2 separate regions of the Hordeum vulgare genome follow, and region 1 is linked to region 2. The links are chromatin contacts, called in public Hi-C maps. All regions are on one chromosome and are shown on one strand. Each heading gives the region's core, a stretch centred on a gene start, on an enhancer-like site or on the middle of the called end of the contact. The rest is flanking DNA. Distances are from core to core; before and after follow the strand shown. Region 1 holds the start of LOC123444841 (sialyltransferase-like protein 1). Region 2 holds the start of LOC123444834 (transcription factor LG2-like).

Region 1 (4,733 bases), core at 618-3,117, 460 kb before region 2:
TCATACGCACATACTCATCCACTAGATCACCTGGAATTCCATATGCAAGCATGCGGATGGCCGCGATCCATTTCTGGTAAGAGGAGAATCCTAGCTTGCCAAGGGCATCCGTCTTGCATTGGAAGTATGGGTCATGAGCAACCACTCCCTCTCGGATACGATTGAACACATGCCTTGCCATACGAAAACGACGACGGAATTTATCCGGCTTGAAGAGCGGTGTGTTCGCAAAGTAATCGACATAGAGCAGGGCCTGGCCTCTCTCCCTGTTGCGGTTCAGGTTCACAACACGACCAGGGAGTGACCCCTTGTACCAAGGAAGCTGCCGTTGAATGTGGTCGTGAACCATCACTGCAGCCACCACAATATCTTCATCATCGGACGACGAATCGTCCGATGAATAGATGAAGTGGTGGAAGAAAAACTCATCACCATTGTTCATACCTTTGCGGGCAAAGTGTCGAACACCTTGCGCTCGTGGTGGCAAAGAGGCCGCGATGGTCACCTTGATGCAGGGGTGGTTGGTGGCCGGCTACTGACTGCTCTAGAGCACTCGTCGGAAGCTGTCATGGCCGTCGTGGTACGTCGCCTCGGCCGTATCCACTCTGCCGCCGGCTACGACGGCGACGGCGACGGCCAAACCTCCTCTGATCGACGCCCAAACTACGACAAAAGTGCGGGCGTGGTGGCGGCCATGGCAAGACGGAGATTGCTATGGACGACCGGGGGATGAGGTGGCCGGAGAATAGCGGCGGCGCCGTTGGCGGGGCAGGGCGGGAGAGGGGGTGGAGGCGTTGGAATTTTTGGGAGTGCTTGTGTCCCCGACACGTGCGCCACGGGCGGACAAGGGCATGCGGCGTGCGCGTCCGCGCGATGTCCGTTTCCCCCAAACTGAGCGCAAGTTTGGACCGGGATGGGTCGAAAACAGAAGAAATTCAGACATTTGTCTGTCTGGGTCCGTGCGTTGGACCGCGTTATTCGTCCGTTCTACCCCAATCGGGCGCGCGCGGACAAGATGGGGTCTCGCGTTGGAGTTGGCCTTATATCTTGTACTCCCTCCGTCACGGTTTAGAAGGCACGCTTGTAAAATCTCTCGGACCAAGGTAATCACCGATTGGTTATGAGATGTAGCAGGTGTAGATGCTAATGCGCCTAATCAACTGGAAAAATACTAATAGTAATGCATGAGCAGCAAATTGAGAGGACGCATGCATGAGTAGTACTAGTAATAAGAGCAAGTACAATAAGGTACAATCAGCAGACTGTAAGGATTAAAATACTATATTTTTGCTGAGTTGGATGAGAGAGAAAAAGAGCAGACTCTTCGTAAAGAGCCAGCTCTAGCACGTGCTCCTATGTACTTTGTGAAAATGAAAGGTGTATCATATATGACAAAAGTGGTACTCTTTTGTAACTAACTATTATACAATCTAGCTATAAGATGAGCTACAAGATGTCTTATAGCCAGCAGTTGGCTATACTATTAACCATGCTCTAATAAATGAAAGTAATTGCTTTCGCGTTTTAAACCTTGTCTATTTTGAAAACGCACGTAAGTTTAACCGTGCCTTATAAACCATGACGGAGGTAGTACAGTAGTTGACTATTGTAATGAATGTATTGAAAGTTTCTCATGAAAGAAAATCATTCCTCTCCTCGCCGGTCCAAGGGAGGGAGCAAAAGTGCACCGGGACAGAGGGAGGGCCAATCCGCAAACATTTCCGCCCGCCCATCATCTCCCGCGGCCATGCCGTGCCGTGCCGTGCCCCGGCCCTCGTGCAGTCACGTTGCAACGCCCTCACACACAGCACAGAACAGAATCATTGCTCCCCCCGACGCCCGGCTCGGCTCGAACCCAACGAGAACAACAACGCATAGGATCCCCCAGTTCCCCGAACCCGAAGTCCAACCACCTACAAATAAAACCAATCTCGCTCCCACCCACCTCGCCACACTCGACTCGACCCGAAACCCATCGCGCTCGCGCCCCACTCCCCCGGCCGCCCGGACCTCGGCTCCACCCAGATGCGCATCCCCCGATGCGGCCCCGGCCCACATAGCCCCCGGCTGCTGCGGCGGCGGCCATGAAGCGGCCGCTGCGGGGGCCCTTCGCGGCGCTCCTCCTCGTCGTGCTCTGCGGCGCGGCCTCCTTCCCCTCCGCGCTCCGCCGAGCGGTGGCTCCGGCGCTCGCCCCGCCACCGCCCGATCCCGCGCGCCTCAACGCCACGCTCCTCCGCCTCGCCGCCGCCGACGGCTCCGAGCCCTCGCTGCGCCGCGACGTCGACGACCTCCTCGAGGGCCGCCTCCCGGCCTCCGGCCGCGCCCGAGCCCGCGCCTGGCGCCGCGACAGGCTCCACCCGCTCCACCTCCGCCACCACCAGTTCCCCGTCCACCGCCGCGGCCACGACCACGACCACGCCGACTCCCTGCTCCACCCGCTCCCGCGCGAGGAGATCCTCCTCGACCCCTCCCTCCGCCGCGCGCTCCGCTCCTGGCACCGCCTCCGCCGCTACGACCCCGCCGTGCTCCGCGACCTCCCCGCCGTGCTCGCCCTCCCCGCCCGCATCCCCTCCTGCGCCGTCGTCGGCAACAGCGGCATCCTCCTCCGCCACGCCCACGGCGCCCTCATCGACTCCCACCACGCCGTCTTCCGCCTCAACAACGCCCGCATCGTCGGCTACACCGCGCACGTCGGCGCCAAGACCAACCTCTCCTTCATCAACAGCAACATACTCCACCTCTGCGCGCGCCGCCCCGGCTGCTTCTGCCACCCCTACGGCAGCGGCGTCCCCGTCCTCCTCTACATCTGCCAGGCCGCGCACTTCCTCGACGTCGCCGCCTGCAACGCCTCCTCCCTCGCCACCCACGACGCACCCATCTCCGTCACCGACCCGCGCCTCGACGTCCTCTGCGCGCGCATCGTCAAGTACTACTCGCTCCGCCGCTTCGTCGCCGAGACGGGCCGCGCCGTCGAGGAGTGGAACAGCGCGCACGACGCGGCGCTGTTCCACTACTCGTCCGGGATGCAGGCCATCATGGTCGCGGTGGGGGTGTGCGACAGGGTGAGCGTGTTCGGCTTCGGGAAGGTGGCAGACGCCAAGCACCATTACCACAGCAACCAGAAGAACGAGCTCGACCTCCACGACTACGAGGCGGAGTACGCCTTCTACCGCGACCTCGCCGAGCGCCCGCAGGTAGTCCCCTTCCTCAAGGACACCGGCTTGGCTGTCCCGCCCGTCGTCTTCTACCATTAGGCGCCAGCTTCCTAGGGCGCGGGCAACGTGCTCGACGTTATGCTTTTCTTTTTGGACCTGCTTGTTTGCTCACTGTAAAATGTGCTCTGCGAGGTGGGTTAGTAGTTATTTATTGTGATTAGAGATGATGGATAGGTGAGTCGAGATAGAGAATTGGAGCTGCAAGTGTACATTAAGATTTTGGATCCTCCATTGGGTATAACCGTATAGGAGAGGTTGCTTGTGTTTTTGGCTGCTTCACAACGACAGCTAGTCAAGTGTAATTTCAGACTGATTTGTCTTGATAAGTTCTTCCCAATCAAATGTATACCTCCTTATGTGAAGCCTTGCTGCCACTGTGGTTCAGCTGATATTTACTCTACTGTATGTAGTTTCTCTTAGGTGACAGACAGGTATGCTTCAGCTTTGCTGCCACTATGCTTCAGCTGATAAAATCTATACCTTATTTTACTGCTTGCTGATGTCTTGTTTATGTATATGCGGTCCTTTTTACCCTACTTATCATCGAACTAGTGGATAACAATGTACCCAGTTACTTGTGCGAATTCGTTTTCGTTTGAGTAGCACCACTTTGGTCCAACAAGATGAAAATGGCTCGAATTTAGCTCATGTGCCATGTTTGATAATGAGTTTGAACCATTGTCAACTTGTTGGACCAAGGTGTACCCATGCGGTGCTATTTCCACTTCTCTTTGCCGTTTGATTCTAATGGGTGATCGTTAGTCCTGCATTATAAATTCATAACTGCTGGATGCTTTGCATTACACAAGTTCACAGTTGCTGCCAACGACTGGAGTTCACCTTTATGTCTGTGCTAGTGCTACGACTAGGCTGTAGTAGGAAAGGATGCTTGAATCCTGATAGTAATATATGTCGCTGAGAAATATTACCATGTCCTGCCATTAACATAGAGTCTCCCAAGGTTGAGCAGATGGCCTCATAGCTGGCCATGTGCCGACAACAATATTCTCTCAGCTTATTTGAAATGAAATACGCCATGTTCAGCGGCTCAGGACGCTCCCAGCTCTCCTTGGTCTGAAATTACCCGTAATGAAGAAGTTGCAGTGTGGCGGGCTGTTGTTTAATCGGTGGATCGTTGTGTGAAAGATGCATTCGGTGATATTGTTCGGTCGGTCCACCATGTTACGCGTACACCTGCATATTTAGTGAGCCTGGTACTACCTTTTGTACTGCTATCTTTGTTATTGGCTCAAAGGACGCCCCCCTACATGTTATTGAGTGTACTGGATCTTATCTTGAGCCAGTAAACTACTAGCTCCGTCCCGGTGTATAAGTCATTTGCGTAGTTCTAGGTCAACAATTTAACTATCTAAATATGTATCATATGTAATAAAAAATATATATTTAGAAACTACATCCGTGTAAAAATCTAGTGATATACTTTTCATGACATATAACACATATTTAATTCCTCAAATCGGTGACCTAGAACTACGCTAATGACTTATACACCGGGAC
Region 2 (4,654 bases), core at 17-2,516:
AAAAAATCAGGCTTTGACCTTGGCTACTACGTAGTAGTACGTACACGTACTATACTACTGGAGTTCATATTTCCTTTCCTAGGCTGTGTACTGCTCCGTATTCCGCTGGAGTGGACTGGGCAGCGGGCAGGCTCCGGCACGTGAACGAGAGACTCTTTCTCATCCCGTCTTTGACCAACTCTACCTAGTGTATGACAAGTCTTCTTTTTTTACATGCAGTAGTACTACAACAGGACTTGAGAGTGAGAGATAAAAAGGTTTACCGGAGAAGGAATTTGTGGGCAGCGAGTATGAACGCATCTTCTCTCCATCGTCGCCGCGCCACGAGCACTTTGTTCTTCAGCCGCCCTAGTTTACACACCGGCCTTGAGGGCCCTACTTGAGATAAAGAGGATTAAGCACTAGCAGTATCTAGCCAGCGAGCGAGCAACTTGGCCTCAGATCAATCTAAACAAACCTGGCCACTAATCAGCCGGCGACAAGTGTCCTGTGCCCCCCCTACCAAGCTAGAGCGATCCACAACATGTCAGGGGGTGCAAAGGCTCTTCTCAGGATCGAACAAACATATTTTCTCATACAGGAAAGAATCTTTCCAGTATGTATTTGGTGTATGACAAGGCACCGATGTTGACCTCCGGATTGAAGAACCGGAGCACGGAGACAGACGACAAGTCCCAGACCAGCCCATTTTCCACGGGGAGCGCCCCCGAAAACTCCATGTTTTTTTTCGACCCAAGTGGTTTCTTTCTTTTTCCTCACACTGGATCGGCGGTGCATCATATCATATCTGATATACATATATGCCTGGTGGTGCTTTGGTTGGGAATGGGAGTGGCCACACGAGTAAACTAGAATTGTTGATGATATGTGGAGTGAGAGAACATACATGGTTGACAAATCAGCCCCGCCTGTGTGTGTCAATGCGTCTCTGCTTTCAGCAGAGGAGATTGGGATTGATGGAGGGGTAGAACAACTTCTCAAGCCCCCCTCTTTTTGAAAAATATAAAAAGGTTGTGAGCCTTTTTCCTCTCCATTTATTCCTTTTCAGAAACGGTTTTTTTCTCTCTATTCAATGCTCCTTTTGGTCGAGTACTTGCCGTCTCAGAGGAGCGCGGCCAATGGGGGATCAAAGGTGGTTGCAAGGAGTGGAGCAGGAGGAGACAGAAACGCTGACAGCAAAGGCCTACCACACACACACACACACTCACACCCTCTCCAGCAGCTCTCTATTCTCTCTCTATCTATACTCTCTCTTTCTCTTCAGTCAGTCCAGCTCTCCTCACGCACACACACAAAGACAACTCTCTCTCTCTCTCTCTCTAGCCTGTGATGTGAGTGTGAGGAAAAAGAAAGACAGGGTCGTGGGACGTGTTGAAGAGGACAAGATCTTCTTTGCAGTACAGTGGAGGAAACTCCAAGGCGGATTCAATTTGCCAGTGTGCGCGAACCGAGAAGCAAAGGGGCGCCAATCCCATCACTCATTCATTCATTCATTCATCCATCCCCCCCCCCCTCCTCTCTCCTCTCTCTCCCTCTGCCTCCCCTCGCATGCTTGCTCCAGGATGGTATGTACACATGTTCTCTTCCTCCCTCTTTATCTCTCTGGTCCTCCCTCTCCCTCTCTCTCCTCTCCAGTATTACTAACTTCACTCTGGCCTCTGGTCTGGTCTCTCCTTGGCAGCGGCAGCGGCAGCAGAGGTGGTGATCATGGTGCAAGGTGAGGAGGCGAGCTGTTCGTGGAGGATGGCGAGCGCCCACGACCATGCAGTGCACCTCAGCCACCAAGCAGCGCTCGCCTACCATGGCGGACTCCAGCTCCAACCCCATCACCATGCCGCCTCCGCCGCGCCGTCCGCCAGCTTCTTGTACTGCTCCCACTCCCACTCAGCCCCCTTTTCCCATTCCCCTTGCAAAATTTCCATTCTCTTTAATTCGAGGTTTGTGCTAGCTACCAGCTAGATATCCATGCATCCGTGCTCCAGCTGACCGGCTCATGCAACAGGAGCAGGAGCTAACTAGCAAGATCAGGCCAGCTTTTTCTCGCAACCAGTAGCAGTTTGCAAATCCCCCAGTCTCAGTGGGCAGGGCTACTTGTGTTTAATTAAGTCGTTTTTAAATCTCGATCGTGTGCATCCTTTTATCCATCATCTTTTTAACAAACTTATTCGACGCACAGTCACACACACACAGAGATATGCTTATGCTCCCTCCATTGGATTACACCTCCGCCAGCGCGCACCAGCTCCATTTCTTAATGCCGAAGGCCTTAACCGTACCACGAGAGTGATCCGGGCACCATCTTTTTCGGCCCCCGGCCTCATCCTTATCTGCTCCAACGATCTTTAGTAGCCTCCGCCCGCCTTTCCATTCTCGAAAAGCTTTTATCCTGTTTGATTTCCTATAGCAGCTGCTACAGCTAGCGTAATAAGTTGGCATATCACTCGCTGGTGATTGATGAGATGACGAGTTCTGTGCGCCACTGCTTGGGCAGGGACTTCCAGCCGGCAGCGGCCGCCGCCTACTTCGGGGAGCTGGAGGAGGCCCTCATCCACGGCGCCAACGCCGGCGTCGCAGACCACCTCCACCACAACCCCGGCGGCATGATCGCAGGCGACGCGCACGCCAAGTGTAAGCTACCTAACCTACGTACCCTCTTCTTCTTCTTCTTCTTCCTCCATGCACCTCCTATACCAAGTCCCAAACCTTAGCCACCTACCAAAAAGGATCGTTGGCTGCTGTTGTTCGGCACACATGGCGAGGGGTAGCCTGGGGGAGGCAGCAGTGAGACATGCCTCGCCTTTTGCATTCCCGCAAACAGTCGCCACATGCAGCAAGCTCGGCGCGGCATAAATGGTGAGACAAGGAAGGGAAAGCATGTCGCCGTCCTTGGGCTTGGGCTGGGTTGACCTCCCCTCCTCCACCCGTCGCCTACACTAGCACCAGCAGCCAACAGTGCAGCAGGAGCTTCTTCCTCCCTCCGCCATGTTTAGCTACAGCTACAGCTTTTATCTCTCACCCTGTGAGGGGGGGAGGAGGATGCACGCAGGAACAGCTGTTATTTTAGCTAGGGGAACAGGAACACCAACACGAGACCGATATGATTGAATCCTCTTTGTATCTATCTATCTATGCATGCAGCGGCAGCGGCAGCGGCAGGAGGAGGAGGAGGGTACCTGCAGGCGGGGGCGGGGGCGGGCAGGCCCCCCACGCTGGAGATCTTCCCTTCGTGGCCAATGCCGCACCCACAGCAGCTGCACAGTGGTGTAAGGACCCGCTTCCCATGATCATTCACCTTCACCCCCATGCATTCATTTACTGGCTCGCCTCAGTCGTCGTTGTCGCTGAACCCGAGGAAAAAGATGTCCATGTTCCTCCTCCGCTTGGCTCCGATCGGAATCGGGGGGTCCGTACTGCGTGCCACCGCCGGCCGGCCGGCCAGCCGGTCACGAGTAAAGAGGGCCTGCAAGGGGGGCGAAAACGTGTTCCCCTCCCCCGGCCAGCTCGTCACAGAGGCACATTAACCCTGCATGCATGCATGCGCGTGTGACCACTCTCGCTCGGCTCACTGTTTGCCTGGGTTAATTGCTGAACAGGGGAATTCGCAGTCAGTCGGGAGCACCACTGACTCGAGCTCAGCCCGGAACACAATGGCGCAGATGGAGCTGGTGTCCCCAGCAGGCCCGGCCGGCAGCGTCAGGCCCTCGCCCTCCTCCACCACCTCCGAGCAGCAGCAGCAGCAGCAACGGCAGGAGGTGATGATGGTGACCACTGATGATTACAGCTACAAGCCAGGCCTCCCTCCACCTGCCGCCGCTGGCCTCGCTGCCGCCGCCCCAAGCTTTCAGCCGCACCACCAGCACCAGCTGCAGCTGCACGGAGGAGGAGACCATGACAAGGTACAACGCTCCCCCTTTCTTGACCTTTTCCTATCAATCATACGTACCAGACCAGAGCAGCTAGCTAGATAATCGTACCAGTACCACCGCCCCGTCCCAAAGAGTTATCACGTACAGCACATGACACATCGCCTCGCCGCTCACTAGCTCGTCCTTGTTACTCTCCTACTAGCTAGAATGATACCGTCAAATCAAATATCCATAGAGAAAAACAGTTCTTGGCCCGTCGACAGAGGATGCCAAACTGTTAGAATTCGTCGTGCAAGCATGCATGCATGCAGCGTCGCTCTGTCGCGTCACCGTCCCTCCCGGGGCTACCCAAAGTGCACGGCCAAGAGTGTAGTACGTCCGTTTGTGTTCGCGTAGTCACGGACAGGCGCAAAACCTGTCTAGCTATCTGGCTAGATTATGTCTCTCTATGATGCTAGTGTCTTAAGTACCACCACAAGTACTCCTCCTCCAGCAGTAAGCACGAGACATGTGCCCTTTGCATAGACTAGATAGAGGAGAAAAGGCCATGCATGCTTGTTCGGGAGGGAACAGCTAGCCTCTATAACTCTCCATGATGGACGATGGCTGATTGGACTAATGGCATCTGGTCGATGCTACATCTGGTTACCATGCATAATGATGGACGATGGAACGGCCGGCCGGGTCGCCTTGGACTGCCTTTCTGTCTCTCCCAGGGTAGATGGTATAGACACAGATACAAAAGCAGGATCATATCACATGATTAATTAACCCCCGCCTTATCTCCT

Evidence for each region. Hi-C and Micro-C count contacts between places; a contact is called where the count stands out from the background.
Region 1: a Hi-C map of leaf shows a contact between it and region 2, with 9 times the contacts expected there. The contact joins the promoter of LOC123444841 here to the promoter of LOC123444834 in region 2. A contact is called at or near these places in 2 of 6 Hi-C or Micro-C datasets (leaf and seedling) and 1 of 1 datasets of contacts at active chromatin or transcription factors (embryo).

The regions. Positions count from the first base shown.
Region 1 is chr3H:542,297,901-542,302,633 of MorexV3_pseudomolecules_assembly, reverse strand. LOC123444841 (sialyltransferase-like protein 1) reads left to right here and starts at 1,867. Exons shown (of 1, transcript XM_045121700.1): 1 at 1,867-3,577. The coding sequence starts at 2,085. The coding sequence ends at 3,254.
Region 2 is chr3H:541,841,542-541,846,195 of MorexV3_pseudomolecules_assembly, reverse strand. It overlaps LOC123444834 (transcription factor LG2-like), which reads left to right and starts at 1,266. Exons shown (of 12, transcript XM_045121693.1): 1 at 1,266-1,565; 2 at 1,682-1,865; 3 at 2,492-2,628; 4 at 3,139-3,263; 5 at 3,594-3,896. The coding sequence starts at 1,708.